Regions from separate parts of the Arachis hypogaea genome. Here region 2 is linked to region 1. A link is a contact called in public Hi-C data. All regions are on one chromosome and are shown on one strand. The core of a region is the stretch at or near the end of the contact, and the rest is flanking DNA. Distances in the headings are between cores, read along the strand shown. Region 1 holds the start of LOC112800924. Region 2 holds the start of LOC112800926.

Evidence for each region. Hi-C and Micro-C count contacts between places; a contact is called where the count stands out from the background.
Region 2: a contact with region 1 is called in a Hi-C map of leaf, with 3 times the contacts expected there. The contact joins the promoter of LOC112800926 here to the promoter of LOC112800924 in region 1. A contact is called at or near these places in 2 of 8 Hi-C or Micro-C datasets (leaf and an unstated tissue).

What each region holds. Positions count from the first base shown.
Region 1 is chr5:18,668,392-18,674,689 of arahy.Tifrunner.gnm2.J5K5, reverse strand. It overlaps LOC112800924, which reads left to right and starts at 2,749. Exons shown (of 14, transcript XM_025843379.3): 1 at 2,749-3,134; 2 at 5,034-5,230; 3 at 5,310-5,371; 4 at 5,895-5,972; 5 at 6,064-6,142; 6 at 6,277-6,298. The coding sequence starts at 5,170.
Region 2 is chr5:18,859,105-18,865,124 of arahy.Tifrunner.gnm2.J5K5, reverse strand. It overlaps LOC112800926, which reads left to right and starts at 3,167. Exons shown (of 10, transcript XM_025843380.3): 1 at 3,167-3,624.

The DNA.
Region 1 (6,298 bases), core at 1,500-3,999:
TGGTCATAATATCATGTTGTACAAAATAAAGTAAATATGGACCGAAAAATATGTTAATTATTTATAAAAGATAAATTATATTCCAGAATCATGAATATTTATCTTTATCTTAATTTTTTTTAAGTGGTAGGCCAAAATATGAATATGAATTTGAAGAGATTTTTTTCCCTTTGGTGAGCAAAGACTAACAAGAAACAAAAAAAAAAAAAATCTAAACAATTAGAGCGATAAACAAAACAAGGATGAACTGCCTAAGTTATGTCATCCATGAGCAATCGAAGCATAGCAGATGGTGGTTGCAGTCAATCTACTGTATTATAGCTACCACGTGCCCCAAAATTTGCCAAACAGTCAGCAACATTATTTGCACCTCGTTGTAACAACACAAAATGCAGTTTCCAACTTCTATGGTTCTTGAGCTCAAAAATCTTTTGTTGCAATTCCTTTTCTTCATGTTCGTCTGGGAAGCACCAATAACTAACAAGAAGAAACACATCCATTAAGTCCACCTTACAGATAACATGGTTTGCACCAACCACTGAAGCCATCAACAGACCACTCTAAATTGCCCAAATTTTTGCACGAAGGACACTAACTCTTGGCACTTTACCAGAGCTGGCATGAATCCAGTTACCATATTCACCTCAGAGAACATAACCAAATTCCGCCCACTCTTCTTCCTTGAATACACTATCGTAGCAGATCAATTTCAAAAATCCATGCTCAGGACAAGATCACGAGCTAGGAGGCAGTTGAATCAGTTTATGGATGTTGAAAATTTATCCTATTTTGAAAGTTTCCGACATAGCACGCACTTTGAAATTGACCGACAAAGCAGAAGAGCACTTATTCTTGATGAGTTCTTCATTTCTGTCCAGCCAAATGCACCATAGTTCTGCTGTAAATGTGCAACTTATCGCCTCCAAAATCCTTTAGAATCCAAGTCTTATAGGATTGAACATTGAAAAAGGTGGGATTTGAGAAACCCAAAAGAGTCCAGACAGCTTTTGTCTTTGACCAATTCCTCAAGCAATGAAGGATAGTCTCAGGGTGAGCTCGACATCTAAGACAGAGATCCGACGTACCCAGCTACCGATGTTAACAAAGAGCAGCGGTGAAAAGAGCATTTGAGCTCCCCAACCAGAGAATAAGTCTGAGGTTCTCTGGAATATGCATTTGAAGAGGTTTTTATTTCTCTACAAATAGTGGAAAATAAGAAAAATAAACATGCTACTTTTTTTTTTTTAAATATCAAAGTATAAGAATAATAAATAAATAAAATAGGATAATATAAAAAAAGTGTACCGAAAAAAAAATTCGTAATTCTCATATATTTTTCTATTAACAATTTTTTGAGTCTTAAAAAAATATCAAATTTATTGACAAAAAAAAATTATATAAATATTTTAAGGTAATTTAATTAAAATGATCTCTTATTACTTATTAAAGAAGAATATTAAAATATGTAGATTGAAAATATGTTGATTTGTTCTGAATTTTTTAAAACAATTAATCTTAGCATACAAGCAATTAGCATTTACAAGTGTTACAAGTGCTGAAGCTTACTAATATCCTAAACGCGCTCCAATTGTTACGTACAAGTTACGCGCTATATAATAGAATTTAGTTTCAATCAAACTCAATTAACGCGCAAATATCTCTCTTCCAACCTTCAAAAGATTTCGTTACCTTCTTCGAATCTCTTGCCAAATTTCTTCGTTCTTCTTCTCGCGTTCTCCCCTGGTCTTTTGAATTCTTCTTTCTTCTGCGTTTATCACTTCTTTGTTCTTCGTCATTCACCTAAGTTTTGCGAACTGTAACGCTAGCTTTGTTTTATTTCGATTTTCTGGTTCCTGAAATCAAATTTTGAAGTCCTTTTGAAGATAATGGATGATTCAACCTCAAATTGTCAGCTCAATCACGGCGAAGTGGATTCAATCTCAGATTGTCAGCTCAATCACGGCAAAGTGTATTTTAAATTTAAATCGAACGAAGTTCCTGAGGTTTGATTTAGTTTCAACTAATTAAGATTGTCTAGCTGAATAATTCGTGAACATAGACTCTGAAATTAATGCGTTAACATAATCTGTGGATTGAATCTAATGTATTAGTTTTGATTAATTATCTGCAATTTATAGCAGACACTTGGGTGTAGATCAGAACTTTTTGGGTGTATTTTTAGGGAGGTTTGGGTGTATTTTAGAGAAGCTTGGGTGTATTTACAGTTTATGGTTTTTCTTGTTATTTTTAATTGACTTGTTGTCGTTCGGGTGTATATCAAGAGTCCTTGGGTGTATGTTACTTTGATTATTATTTTTTTTATGAGGTGCAGAAATTCTAGTATTTTCTTGTTTTTAACATATTTTTTGCAACCCCTCTCTGTTGTTGATGAGCAGCTTGTTCCCAAGGTTGGAATAATTTTTAGAAACCTTGAAGATGCTACAAAATTTTACAATGACTATACCAAGGCTGCAGGTTTATTATATCCAGTTAAGCCTCTTTTATGCTATATCAGTGGTGCATCCAAATTCCAGCCAATATCAAATAGGGGTGTTCAAAATCGATCCGAACCGATCTAAACTGATCAACCGAATCAAAAAAACCGAAAATCGAACAAATCGAAAGCCGAAAAAAATACATTTTGCTGTTTTTATTACGGTTCGGTTCGGTTTTTGGTTTTGATAATAAAAACCTCAACTGAACCGAACCGAACCGGTATATTAAAAACCCTAAAAAACCAAACCCCCCACCCTAATGTGACTCTCCTATCCTGACTCACTCGCGACCTAACCCCCCTCCCCAGTCCACACCCCCAAACGTAAACCTAGATCTAGGTGTCTCGAGACTCTCCTCTCCTCAGTCTCGCACTCTTGCTCTCTCCACTGGAGTCTCGAGCTCGAAGACCTTCCTTCCAGCACCTGGCAGCGCCACCGAAGCCTTCTTCCCAGCGACCACGGACCCAGCATCGCTCTTCCCAGCGACAGCGAGCACGGACCCAGCAGTGTTCTTCCCAGCAGCGCCGAAGCCTTCTCCCAGTTCCCTCCGAGCCACCGAGCACAGCACAACATAACACAGCACGCCGAAGCCTTCTTCCCAGCAGCATTTCTGGCCACCCACAACAGCCACCGATTCAAGTCAGATATGGAGCCCGTTGACTAATTTTTGTTTAATAATTATTGATTCATTGTTTTATTCTGTTCAACAGCTTTTGATTGTTGTTCATTGTGTTATTTATTGTTCATTGTTTATTGAAATTGCTTCTGATTGCTGGTTCACTGTTCATTGGTTTATTTGTTATTCATTGTTTAGGGAAATTGCTTCTGATTGTTGGTTATGTGGTTCACTGTTCACTGTATTTGATTAGGGAAATTGCTTCTGATTGTTCAATGTGTGGTTCACTGTTCAATGTATTTGTTTAGGAGATGCTCTGTCCAAGAATTATGTGACTGCCGGAAGATGTGTAATCTTGAAAACCTACCATGGTCAAATAGGTTTTATCATACTCTGAAGTAGCTTAGTATTGTTTGATGTCGAAGGGTATGTGTTCCATTTCTTCGATCTGCTAGACATACTTGTTCAATGATACAGTTAGCTGAAAATATCTGAAAACTTTATCTGAAACTGCTTCTGGTTTATTATTATTATTAGTTTTTTTGGAAAAATAATATGAAATAAAAAATTACTTTTGAAGTGATTTAGTATGATTTATAAGTGTTGGAGGTTCTGGATCTTGATAGAAAGTGATTGAAATCAGTATAGTAAGATAAATTTGAATAATGAAAAAATAGAAGCAGTTTTGAAGTATTAGATTACCTTCTCATTGTATCTAATGATTTAGTATATGTCATGAGAAACTGGATATTCTTGAATTACTTTTGTTCAATTACTTTATTGTTGGTATTGTTGCTGGTTGTTGGTATCGTTCTGTTTTTAATTTATTTGTTGTGTTTCTGCTATTTATTGTTTTTTATCTATTGTGTTCCTTACCGTCATGGCTTATTGTAATCCATTTGGGATTGATTTCTTTGTGATTTCATGTCATATTAGATCTTTGTAACTATTTATGTACATCAGTTGCCATTTTAAAGTCCCTTACAATGTTAACAACAGCAACCATCTGCTGTAAAGCTCCTCCATTGTCTGTTGTATGATGTCATTGCAATATTCTTACTTGATGACTAGAGAATGTGATCTCATCATACCACTGTGGTTTATAATACCGAAATTTTATTCACTGCCACATAAAATGCAGTGGCTATTCTTTTGTTCTTCTCTTTTATCTCTCGCAGGTCTACTTAATTAACACAATCAACAAAAGCAAAATGACTATTTTCTTTGACCACTGCACTTTGTTTTATTAAGCGATTTATGTTGCTTGTAAACTTCTGACATCATACTATGTAGGAGACAAACTCAGATGCACTGGATATGATAGTTGCTGCTGCCTTTTTTTTTTTCCTATTTCAAATTTTCTCATTTAAGATGAATTAGAGAAGAATATGCTATGTATTTCAAAATTTAAATCATGGAGTGTTCCAGAAGAGACATTTATATCAATGTGCATTCTTTAGAGTGGAAAACCAAAACTCAATAATGTATTTGTTCTTTTAATTTAATTTATTGTTTCTGCTATTTATTTATAGTAAGTTTAATGTATTTTGTTGGATCAAGACTTTGTTAGCTATGGTGTATTTGTGCTTATCGATTTCAATGTTATGACTTTGTGAAATAGTATGATAGTATATTTTTTGAATTGATTGAAAAATCTGAACAAACCGAACCAAATCAAACCGATTTTAATTGGTTTGATTTGGTTTGGATGACCTTAATAAAAAAATCGAATCAAACCGAACCGTAGTTTAATTGAATAATTGGATCGGATGACTTTTTTCTCAAAAACCGAACCAAACCGTACTGCAAACACTCCTGATTAAAATTAAATATTATATTTAATTTAACCGGTGTAATTATGGTTTAATTTAATTGGACCATTCACTTAACCGGTTTGGTTTTTACAACCTTGATTGATTCAGGCATTCAGCAACTTTCGTAGCTTCGACCCAGAAGATAAAAGAGAAAGAAGAAAATCAACTATAGAAGCGGACAGGGCGCCGGAACCTCTCTCTCTCTCTCTCTCTCTCTCTCTCTCTCTCTCCGTAAGTCGTAACCATGGCTATGGCTATGCAAAGCGGGATCGGCTTCTCCAAGATTCTCATCATAGCTGGAGCTGGTATCTCTCTCTCTTCTGAATCGGATATGCACCCACACCTACCTCACGTTATCTGATTCCACTGTGTTCTCACTTTCAGGCTACACCAGTACCGTCCTCATCAAGAACGGTAAACTTTCCGATTTAATTGGCGAGCTCCAGGTATTGCTTACATAATCTCACATCCTTCACTTCATTGTCTGTATCAAGTTTTCTATTATTATTATTATTATTTTTTTTTTTTTTCTCTTTTTCTTCTTTGATTTTGAAATTCAATTGCAAATATGCTTTCATTGCAATCTATTTTTTTTCTGGTGATGTATTTAGTGCACTGGTATTGAAATTGAGGAGGTTGTGTTGGAATAGGGAAATTAGGGTTTCGAATGATCGCTCTTTTTTTTTTTTCTAGGTTAGTGGTAGTTGTAACAGAGTATGGCTCCGGTTCCCGCAAATTTGAACTTTGGAGAGTTCGTGTCATACTAGAGCTATATAGTTGTGTACCAGAAAAGGGAAAAAAAGCTAGTATATATAGTTGTTTTGGTAGTCTCTGTTTTTTGATAAATTAGTTATAGGATTTGCACTTTGTCGTGCATACTGGTATTTGTTTCTGATTCTATAATAATTTTTTTCCTTTCTTTTTCTCCCCACTTCTAAGTTTTTTTTTCTTCTTTTATTGTTTTTTTAGTTGTTGGTGAAGGGATGGGAAAAATCTGGCGATCACAGTGAAGGTGAAGGTGAATATGCTGATGCCATTGCTGCGCAGGTAACAGGCTGGTTGATCATGGTATAAATGCCTTTGTTTCCGGAATACACTTGAAAAAATTATTTAACTTATTGCTGGATTTCTACACTAGGTGCGTCGATTGGCAAATGAAGTTCGGCAGTTAACATCAAGCAGGCCAATTACAGTACTCAATGGGGGTTCTGGAGAAAGTAATATATATAGTGGCATCTTTTTTCTTTTGTTTTTTTTTTTATTTTTTTTATTTTGCCATGTGGTATTTTTTCAGAGTCTCTTATTTTTCTGCCCCATCCCTTGTTTTTTAAGGGTTTATCCTTTTCTGCAGGTAACTTATCTTCACTTGTGGT
Region 2 (6,020 bases), core at 1,918-4,417, 190 kb before region 1:
TGACTACCAACTTATCTAAGTGCATCAATGATGTGCTAAGGGGGACGCATAACCTTTCCATCATAACCATTATTCGGTCCACATATATGTGACTGCAGAACTTGTTTATTAGGAATGGTCGAGAAGCATTTGCTCAACTTAGTCAGGGTAATATGTTTTCACAGTACTTAACAAAAAAATTTAGAAAAATATGTCGAAGATCAGGAGCATCTGTAGGAAGCATCAAGCTAATGGCTTATGGGGTCTCCTGTAGAGCATCATATGGTAACACATGTAATAGGTGAGCGTCAAGCCGTGACAAGATACGATTGTGGCACATTCAGCACCACCGGGTAAAATAGGCTTGCGAAGGGCGTAGGTCTATCGTGGGTAAACCTATCGCCTATTGCAGAGGCTCGAAACGGTTTCTCCATGAAGAGTACCACAATGCAAGCTCAGTTGGCCACCATTTATTCTCTAATCTGAATGTCAAGGTAAGTAGCCCGTCAATGTTTATTGGTGCCTCAGATATATGCTGTTCACTTTAAACTATTGAAAAACTCGATTTGGGTGATGGAACTCAACGAAATGAAAACATACCAGAGCCACTACTGCAGTATATGTTAGCCTTTCTTTGTTGCTATGTACCTGCTGAGGAATGATATCGTGCAAAGGTTGTATGTTATAAGGTGTCCACCAGAACTATAAAGAATATGCACATATAAATTAGTTATGAGTATTAATAAATATAATTTACTAAGTACTTTATATGTAAACTTAAATACCTTATCATAAGGGACCAAGTCCAATTGCTACCTTCAGTACAATAGTTTCTGACCCATGTCATCTCTATGCAACTACAAAAAATGTTTGTAAATATAAAGACATACCTCGCAGCCAATGAAAAATCTACCACGTCCCTACCTTCAGGGCACCAATCTAGGAATCTGTGGTAAATTCAACAAAGCATAAGTAGGATGCATCCATCCAAGTCATCCATCTCTAAGTTGATAGCCATGCACAAAGAATGCTAGGTCCAAGCGAGCACAGTAGAACCCCACGAGTACTACTTGCATCTCTCGAAATCAGCAATCAATGGGATCCATCTAACATGTACGGTGATGATAGATTTTTCTGTCATTAGTAGCCTGTTGATCAATCTGAGTATGTAACAATGCGCATACTGTTCGAGTACATCTGGTGCAGCATTAGCAGACATTTGTTTTAGGCGATCCTTTAACCATATCATCTTAATGGTGAAAGATTCGCGCGACAATGCTTCAAGTGCCTCTGCAATCATCTCCCATATGTCACGATTATAATAAGTCTAAAAATCATGGCTGGAACCACCTATCAGCTCCTTATGTGTCTACAAGCCAAGGTGATAAGTAACATCTTGAAGGATGATGATACACTCACCCGATGGAATGTGAAATGAATGGGTCTCTTTGGATGCCATCGCACGACAAAAACTAAAAGGAGCGAGTTGTCGAAGTGAAAATCTCTAACTCGAGCTACATGGACGAAACTAATCTCCTCCAAATAAGACAGTAATGCATCAGGCAGTCCTTCCACTCCTGAGTCCATATTCCTCCTCGAAAATAGGACCCGTCGACTCTGTGTAATTTCGACATCAAGCTCAATTTAAGCCACCACTAAAAATAATACCTATTATCTAAAGTACCTCTAAAACTCTATCAACCATAAATCATCATTCATTTCAATCATAATAAAATACAACAATTAGCCTAAATCCAAAGATTTCTTCATTAAATTTTAACCAATACTACTAATAACATCTATTATGTAAAACATCTCTAAAAATTTATTGCTCATAAATAAATATTTATCTCATTTCATAAAAATTACAACATGTAGACTAAATTAAAAAATTTCTACATTAAATTTAAAAGTCTCCCTAATTTATATATTTATAAATATATATTCTCTAATATATTAAAATTATCCTAAACTTATAACTACTAAGTAACCAACTAACAACTATAATATAATAAACAAAAAATTAATTTAAATTCTAACCTGATAATCAATATAGCCCGCAATCATAGTTGTAAAAATTGAACCGGATCGATCGATTCGACCGAAAAATCGATAAACCAAATCATGAACTGGTTCGGTTTGTTCTTTGGACCTTTTAAAGGTGGAAACCGGCATGAACCAGTGAAAATTGGAGAAAACCAGTTAAATTTGGAAAATTCCAAAATATTAGAGGCAAGGTTTGAACAAGGAACCTCTTAAGTGCAATCCACCTTCAGTACCACTCTATCAATGTACTTCTCGTTGTTATATGTGACAAACATTAATTATATAGTAAATCTTTGAATTAAATAAGTATATAAATATCTAATTTAATTTTAATTTTGTATTCTCTATTTTTTGAATTAATGAAATTTTTAACTATGTACTATTATTATAGAAATATAAATTTTACTAAAAAATTATTAATCTTTATCTATTTTAATGTTAGTGTTGTGATTAAAGTTATCTGTTTTAATATTATTATTAAAATTTACTGATATTATGGATTTGTATTCTTATTGTCAAATTAAAATACTATTGTAGTAATACTAACTAATTTTATGTCTATATTTGTATTAGTTGTCTTTAAAATTTGAGACTTAGTCGTTCTTAAAATATTGGTAAAGATGTGTATTTTAAAATTTTTAAGATTTTTTTACTATTTTATATTTTTTATTTACATATGACTGATTTTACCGGATCAACCAGTAATTTATCGATTGAACCAATAAATCAGTAAATTAGTAGTTTGACCGATTTGATCACCAATTCGTTTCTTATAGCTATGCCTGCAATATATCTGCCTTCATTCAAATAGTTGATGTTACTCCGAATCATTATGACAAAAGCGTTTTTTCCCTCCTGTTTGCTCTTTTTTTTCTTATTTCTTTCTCTTTCTTTTTGTCTGAATTCTAACGAGTTTCAAACTAAATAAATGATTTGAATATAATGCGCAACTGCATTATTTTCAATGTTCTGAAAATTGGACCGAACTGTCTGGTCGGACCGATTCAACCACGAACCAACAACATTAATAGTCCCGGTCAGGCATGTCGGTGAGAAACCGTTAAACCGGTCGAAAACCTGTCGGTCGGACCGAACGGAACCCGCCCGGTTTACACAAAAACGGAAGCTCCTTCGTTTCTTTCTCCCTTTCTCCCATTCTTTCTTTCATTCAGAAAGAAATCACACAAACCCAGCCTAAAAACCCTAGCACTGTAAGCCTACCACACAGCCGCAAGGAGTGGCATACTGCCGCCGTCCATCGCACTCAAAGTTCGCCATCCGTCCGTCTATCTAGCTTCCCTCGTGCTCCAAGTCTTCAACCCCTGTTCGCTGTCACCGATCGCGGCTGCTTCCTCGAGCTCGGCGTCCGTCGTCTTTATCTGCTCAGCCGCGCTTCCGTCGCCGTTTGTGTGCCGTTCACGTTCAGGTTTTCGTTCAGCTGTCGTCTTCGTTCGCGTTCTTCGCCGTTCACGTTCGCTCGCCGTTCACCGTTCGAGTTCGCATTCGCGTTCGTCTGGAAGCCACGTTGCTGTGCTTCAAACTCTGCGACCAACCCGCGCGCTCCACCTGGCCGTCGAACTGCTCTCTTTTGTCGCCACCGTGAGTTCCCTAAACCCCAGACAATACACTCACACAACAGCAATACTCTGCTTCAAACTCTGCAACTTCTGATTTCCATTACAATAAGTAACAATAGTTATGTTCTCTTCTCTATCACATTGATATTAAGCTTTGAATTCTCTTGTTTCGTTTTAATTTTACCGCACTCAACATGTTTGATGAAATGCTTTAACCATATTTCTGGATGGTTTTATAATTTCTAGCTTTTAGAATCTTAGTAAGTTGATTGCATGTGAAATTAGAATAATTGGATCTTAGTAATTAGGAAATTTTAGCTGCACAAAAAAAAGCATCTTTGCAAAAAACATATTAGCATGATGATTCTACTTGCATTAGTGTTCTTCTGGTAAATTTTAACTGTTATTGTGAATTTGTTAATTTGCTAATTGTTCTTGTGTTGTTGTTCTGTTGTTCTTCTGTTACTTTTAATTTTTTTTTGTTTTTGTTGTGATTTTCTGTTCTTGATTTAAGCTGTGATTGAAGGTTCTTTGGTTTGGGTATTCTTCACTTTCCTGTAAGCTTAGCTTTTAATTCTTTGAGCATACACGTATCAAATCATTGTTTTCAGCAATGGTGATTTTTTGATTTTTTTTGGGTTGCTTTGTTTTAAATGTTCCTATTGTTGTTGTTGTGTTTTTGCTGTGATTTAAATGTTCTTTTGATTTTTTTTTTTCGAATGTCCAGTCAGTACTTGGTTGACTGGTTTTGCTCACTGATTGTATTTGATGATAAATTTTAAATTGACAACTCTATTATTGATTCACTGTTCCTTCATTGTTTTTTTTTTGTTGTTAATCATCGTGATGAGCTTTGTTAAAATTGGGTTGAAAACTGTTAATCTTTCTTCATTTTTCACTGTTCTAACTTCTGTTCTTATTAAAAAATTTGCAATTGGTGATTTTTTGATTTATTATATGCTTCTTGTTTTCATTGTTCTGTTCTTATGAAGAAAAAATTTGCAATTAGTGATTGTATGATTCATGTTTTGATTGTTCTGTTATATAAAAAAAATTATGTTTTCATTGTTTTGTTCATTGTTTGGTTGCACTGTCCCTGTTCTTGATATCTGCCGACTTGCTACCCCTCCTCCGTGTTGGATTTTTTTGTTTCAGGCTTTGTTGTGTTTTTGTTTCAGCCTCTGTTGTGTGTTTGTTTCAGGCTCTGTTGTGTTTATTGTGCAACACTATCATTTTTTGTTTTACCTTTTGACTTAGCTACATTAAGACAATATTCTCTATCTTTAACTTGTGCATTGTAATTCAATCTAGCTATTTTTATTAGAAGTATAATTATGTTAATTGTCAACAAATTTGCAGCAAGTCATTGCATATTTTGGTGATTAATTACATTTAGTTGGTGATATTTTATGTAGGGTTTTAAATTTCAAAGATATTTAGGATGTTTATTTATAATTTATTTATTATTTTATTATGGAACGATTTTTCCGTTGAACCACAGTTAGACCGGTTGGACCACTAAACCAGTGAACCAGTGACGAGCGGTTTGATGATCGTTCCGGTTTTCAGAACCTTGGTTATTTTATAGTGTGGTTTCTCTTATTTCGCAGACAATACTTGTATAATTGCTTTGTTTCACTGTTGTATAATTTTTGACAGTTAAATAGTCTCTGTTTATGAAATTATTAGTGAACGTTTAAAAGGGTAAAATTTTTTTATAACATTTAAAAGAGTAAATATTAATTTTTTTTGTCCATAAAAAAACCCATGAATTTTTAGGTACTACCCGTACCATAATTATAAAAGGCTTAAAAGCCGAAAAATTAAAAAACCTAACCCTAATTCCTAGTTCTAGCAGAATCAGAAACCCTCGGTAGCCACCCACAAACTCACCCTCTTCTCTGAGCTCTCAACTCTCCCTCGCTCCTCAGTAGATGTTTTTATATCATTCTTTTTAATATTGTGCCTGTCAGCTTGTTGAATATCATGTAGAATAGACGAGGATGAGTCGTGATAGCCAAAATGAAATAGTGCACATAAGAAAGTGTATTATTTAATCCTTGGAACTTAGGGTTTGGAAATCAGATGAATGGGAGGATCAAGGGTCCAACACTGCGAAATTTCGAATTGAAGGCTTGAAGGGATTTATGCAGATTCAGGAAAGAGAAATATAGGTATTAAGGAAAGCGATATGTAGGCAAGTAAGCAATTATTCGTGATAAAATTTAAACTAAATGGATTGAAAAAGATGACAGGTTATCTGAGGTTGCTTGGGTCTACACCTTAGAATTTCTTATGGTTAATTGGTATCAGGTTATGGATTTTAATTTTCATTTTAATTATCCTGATGACAATACCTTTGCATGTTGCAAGTTTGTGTATTTGTATGGAAATATTTGAGTTTATCAAATGATGTCG